2 separate regions of the Ovis aries genome follow, and region 2 is linked to region 1. The links are chromatin contacts, called in public Hi-C maps. All regions are on one chromosome and are shown on one strand. Each heading gives the region's core, a stretch centred on a gene start, on an enhancer-like site or on the middle of the called end of the contact. The rest is flanking DNA. Distances are from core to core; before and after follow the strand shown.

Evidence for each region. A called contact is a pair of places that touch in the nucleus more often than the background predicts.
Region 2: a contact with region 1 is called in a Hi-C map of liver, with 1.8 times the contacts expected there. The contact joins the promoter of SLC7A10 here to the enhancer-like site in region 1. A contact is called at or near these places in 2 of 16 Hi-C or Micro-C datasets (hypothalamus and liver).

The regions. Positions count from the first base shown.
Region 1 is chr14:43,120,179-43,122,918 of ARS-UI_Ramb_v3.0, reverse strand. No RefSeq gene overlaps it. Among named protein-coding and RNA genes, the nearest start is that of LRP3, 6.5 kb to the left of the region's middle. Within about 2 kb of position 1,313, at least 5 of the 54 cell types and tissues checked have an H3K27ac peak or open chromatin away from gene starts, as enhancers often do. A contact at or near this core is called in liver, where this site is marked.
Region 2 is chr14:43,155,649-43,158,393 of ARS-UI_Ramb_v3.0, reverse strand. SLC7A10 (solute carrier family 7 member 10) reads left to right here and starts at 1,341. Exons shown (of 9, transcript XM_042231947.2): 1 at 1,341-1,601. The coding sequence starts at 1,451.

The DNA.
Region 1 (2,740 bases), core at 64-2,563:
ATAATGCTATTCAGTGAAAAAGGAAGGATGTTCTGATACATGCTTCAACATGGATGAACCTTGAGAACATTATGCTAAGTGAAACAAGCCAGTCACAAAAGAACAAATAGTGCATGATTCCACTTACATGAGGGACGTAGAGCCATCAGATTCACAGAGACAGAAAGGAGAAAGGTCATTGCTAGGGACTGGGGGAGGAGGGACCATCGGGGAGTCACTGATGAACAAGTAAAGAGTTTCCCTTTGGGAAAATGAAAGTTCTGGAGATGGAGCGTGTTGATGGTTACACAGCAACATGACTGTACTTAATGCCACTGAACTGTACACCTCAAAGTGCTTAAAACGGTAAATTTTGTGTAATAGGTGTTTGCCCACAAATGAAAAATACTGAAAATAGGGATGTGCCCAGTGTTCCAGTGGCTAAGACGCCATGCTCCCAATGCTGGGGGCCTGGGTTCGATTCCTGGTCAGGGAACTAGATCTCACATGCCGCAGCTAAGAGTTTGCATGCTACAACTTAAAAAAAAAAAAAAAATCCTGCATGCCACAATGAAGACTGAGGATCCTTCGTGCCACAGCTAAGAACTGGCATAGCCAGATAAATAAATAGGTATTTTTAAAAGTACTAAAACTGGCAAAATTCCGAGTCGTGACAACATTTCCACCTGGACTCTGGGGTGAGGTGGCCAGCCTAAGTGTCTGCTGTGGATTTAACGTGTTTCCCAGCATCCCTACCCTCCCAGAACCTCACAAAGCTCAGAGCAGAGCCCTGCTCCACCCTGGGCAGCCCAGGGACCCTGCCTGCTGCATCTGCAGGCACATTGGCAATGGACTCAGTGCAGCAAAGTACATCTACCTATAGACACTCCCCAGGCCGCCGCTCGTTCTTCCAACTTTAATAGACCTGCAGCAGTAAAATCATTTTACCTTCAGTATTGAGCGGTAATTTTCAAAGCATAGGCCTGGAACAGTGATAGTATGCTGTAAAAGCCCCATTGCAAAAAAAAAAAAAAAAAGGCTTTTTACTGCAATAAAAATGTTAGTGCCAGGTCACCCCCTTGGTTTACATAACCCTCTCCACAGTAATTTTGAATAAGGAGTGCAGTTTTAATTTTCAATCAAAAAGCCCCCCCCTCGGCCTTGCTGAACCACTCAGAAGTACCCTGAAACAGTAATCATTTTGTATATTGATTTGGGGGGGGCAATCAATCCAATTCAGTCCACCTCACTAAATTATTAATGGAGCAAAGTACATCAGAACCCGGAGGTGAGTAAACAGGTACTGTTTGTTCTTTAACTTCATTGCTGCCACAGGAATGAAGGTGACAGTTTGAAACCCTGAGTCCAGAGGCCAGTGTACAGCTCTGGGAAACCCAAGGGCACAGGGAGAGATGAGGAAAGGCATGGGGACAAGCCCTCACAAGCCAAAGTGTCTCCTTCATGGTTGAAGTCAAGAGAGTGGAGACTCAGCTCCCTTCCAGCATGTGGGCAAGACGAAAGAGCCTGTTGAGGGGCCCCAGGTGGCCCCTAGGGAGGCCACTTTTCCCTGTTGAGTTCCAAGGACTCCTGGGGGACAATAGGGAGCCTACTGCCGTGCTGCTCACTCACCCAGGCTAGGAGGACCCCTCCTCTACCATGGTGGGTTGTGAGCCTTTATTATGGACTTAGTAGTTGTATTTAAGTCAGCTCATTCTAAAATAAGAAATATACTTACGTGTTTCTGCTTCAGAAAGAAATCTTACATCATTACCCTGAACATAAATCCAGATCTCTAGCCATAACTTAGGAACTATGATCTATGATCCAAACAAAACATTGCACCTTTTTTTTTTTTTTTTTGCCTACATCCCTGTTTTCACCACCGAGAACATTTAGGAAGTAATCTAGAGAATTAAAGATGCACTAGCTTCAGGACTTCCCTGGTGGACCAGCGGAAAAGACTTCATCTTCCAGAGCAGGAGGTATGAGTTAGATCCCTGGTCGGGGAGCTGAGATCACACATACCTTGTGCCAAAAAAAAAAAAAAAACACCTAAAACAGAAGCTATCTTGTAACAAATTCAATAAAGACTTTAAAAATGATGCGCATTAAAAAAAACTTTAAAAAAAGACGTACTACCTTCAAAGCAAAGATTTTCTCTTCAATCAAATGAGAAACACTGGAGAAGAAGTGAAAGAGAGGAGCATCCTAGCATTGTGGTTCAATAGTATTTATGGCCTTTGGACAGCAAGGAGATCAAACCAGTCAATCATAAAGGAAATCAACCCTGAATATTCCTTGGAAGGGCTGAGGTGGAAGCTGAAGCTCCGATTCTTTGGCCACCTGATGTGAAGAGCTCACTCGTTGGAAAAGACCCCAATGCTGGGAAAGATTGAGGGCTGGAGGAGAAGGGGGTCATAGAGGATGAGATGGCTGGATGGAATCACTGACTCAATGGACTTGAGTTTGAGCAAGCTCTAGGAGATAGTGAAGGACAGGGAAGCCTGGCATGCTGCAGGACTTGGGGTTGCAAAGCATCAGACACGACTGAGAAACTGAACAACCAGTATTTATGGCAGGACGCAACAGCACTGATTAGGATCGTCCCAGTCACACTAGAAGTCATCCCACGCATCCCACATCCCACAAGCAGGAAGATGGACATGATTAAGCACAGAAGTTTTGGAGTCAACCTGCGGAGAATTCAACCTGTCTCCCCATGGACTCCCCACGTGAGCAGGTTAGTAACTGCTATGAATCA
Region 2 (2,745 bases), core at 92-2,591, 35 kb before region 1:
GGCTCCGAAGGTCCCCCTCGCCTGCAACGCCGGTGCGCCGCCACGCCGGCAGCCCGACGCTCCGCGCGCAGCCCAGCTCGGGGCCAGACCCCGCCCCACCCCCGTCCGCCCGTCGGAGGCCGCGGGCGGGGGGAACGCGGGTCGCCCGGCGCGGCTCATCCGCATTCAGGGGACAGCGCGTCGCGGCGGCCGCCAGGAAGGGACAAAGGCTGTTCCGCCGCCGGCCGCACCGTGCCAGACTCTCCCCTCCCGCCGCCCTGGTGGCTCCCGACGCGGCCCCCCTCGTGTCTGCTCCGCCGGGCCGGGCTGCGCAGTCCTGACGGCTTCCGGGAGGAGGAGGCAGCGGCAACCGCCCTTGGACTCTGCACACCCGACCCCCGCCTGTGACCCCAGAGGCCAGGGCCCCCTTCTCCGCGTCTCCGGGGCAGTTGAGCTGGCCTCGTCTCCTGGTGCTGGCTGGACTGCGCGGGGCCTTCGCCAGAGACCCGAGTTCTGGTGCACCGAGCCCGAATTCTCACCTGTGGATAGAACCTGCCAGGCTCAGCGCAGAGCCGGGCTGGGCGGAGAGCGAGGGAAGGTGGGGTTTTGAGCCCAAGCCCTCCCAGGCCCCCCACGAGGCACTGGGTCCCCTCTGGATGGCCGTTGAGGGCTCCAAAGTCTTCACCCCGACCCCGTCTCCCCAGACTTTTGATGGCGTGGGCTTAGGGTCTCCTGACCCCTTCGAGGGGATCCCGGACACAACCTATACCCCTTGGAGAACTGTAGCTCCTACACCCTCCACCCAGCGTCTGTCAGGAGGCCAAGGCGGCATGGGAAAGGGTTTGCACCTGGCGCAAGCCACTCGGTCAGCTCCCTTTTCTGTCCCGGGAGCTCAGCGTCCACCCGGAGAATGGGCCCAACCTCCATCCCTCTCCTGGCACTCGCGCTCTAGGAACCCGTGCCAGGATGTAAGGGGTCCGGCAGCGCTGGCGCACAGGGGATCTCAGCACACAGACGGCTATGATGGTGGCCAGCTTCCTTCAGTCTCCTTGAGGGCAGGGACAGTCCTGCCTTTGAGCCCTGCTCCCCTACCCCCACCCCAGGAATGGCTGTAACTCAGGCAGCGGGAAGACCCACTTCTTAAGCCTTCTTGGGTCTGGGAAGTTCTTCCTAAGTCTGCCCCAAGTCCTCTCCTTCTTTCCAGGCCCGGGATGGGACGGGGAGAGCCACGGGGAGGGGGGGAGAGTTCCCTTTAAGGAAGGTGGGGGAGGGGGCTGCCGGCCGGTCTTCCTTCCGCCCCTCCCCGGCCCCCGCCGCCGGGGCTCAGGGCCCGGGCCCCGCGCCCGCGCATGCGCCCGCCTGTGGGCGCTGTCCCGGCTGCGAGGGCGGCGCGCACCGATAGCCGGACGGACAGGCGGCCGGTCGGACCGACGGGGCAGCGCGGGGAGCGGGGACGCGGCGGGACAGCGACATGGCCGGCCACACGCAGCAGCCGAGCGGGCGCGGGAACCCGGGCCCTGCGCCCTCGCCCTCCCCCGGCCGGGGTCCCGGCCCGGGCACCTCGGAGCGGGTGGCGCTCAAGAAGGAGATCGGGCTGGTGAGCGCCTGTACCATCATCATCGGTGAGTGGGACCGGGGCGGGCGGGTGCCTGGGGCGGTGAGGCCTGAGGCGGACAGCGGCTTGGGACAAGGAGCACCCCTCTCCGGGTGCGCCTAGCGGTCCGCGACGGTGGACCATGGATGAAGGATGCACGCCCGCGGCACATGCGGCGTCTCCCTTCACACCCCAGCCGCAGAGTTCCCAAGTGGCCCGAACTTCAGCGCTCTAACGAGGTGCAGGTCCCATCCACCGCTGGAATCCTCCTGCCACCCTTATTTCTTTAAACTTCTGCAGGGCAGTTTCTCTCAGTCTTATCATCTCTAACATGTGGTCCTGCCTTGAGTGCAGGAGCCTTGCCAAGTGAGCGGACACTGTAAGCTGGCCTCCTGCTAAGGCCCCCCCAGTTCTGGGTCTTGTCGCTCCAGCAGAGTTCCTACCGTGTGCAGGGTCCAGGTGCCAGAGCGTGTGAAGGATTTATTCTTCCAAAGCAGGAGGGACTGTGGGTAGCCTGGACAGGTAGAAACAGCCCAGAGTGGAAATGGGTTCAGAGAATGTAATTAGTGCCAAGATTTGCAGCTGGACCCTGGCGCAGGGGGGCGGATCAGCAGTGATGGGGTGGCTGAGTTGGGGTGGGCAGATCCCACCTGCAGAGAGGCTTCCTGGGCTGGGACCCCACTCGCATCCTCTCTGGCCCAGCTTCCCCACCTGAGAATGAGTGCATACATCCTGCCCACATATGGGGACTTCTGGGTGGGCAGAGGGCTCAGGGCCCAGTGAAAACAGTGGTGGGATTTTCTTCCTGCTGTCCCAAGTCATGAACACGGACACCTCAGGAACTGGCTAACCCAGACCTGTGTTCACACAAGGTGCCCCAGACACCCTTGTGGGAGGAGTCTGTTCCACCTCCAGTGTCCCAGGAGACACGGGCTGGAAGGATGAATGGAGTGGATTTCGACTGCTTTCCCTTTATCACCTGCTCATGCTTCCCATCCCCAGTCAGTGGGAGCTGCTTGTTCATCTCGGATCCCTGGAGATGGAAAAAGCTGGGGGCTCAGGAGGACAGTCTGGGGTCTTCACTTCCTCCTCCGCTGCCCGCCCCCGCCCCCGCACTGGAGCTCCTGGGCCAAGTCTGGGGTCTAGCTCTTGGTCAACCCCCACACTCACAC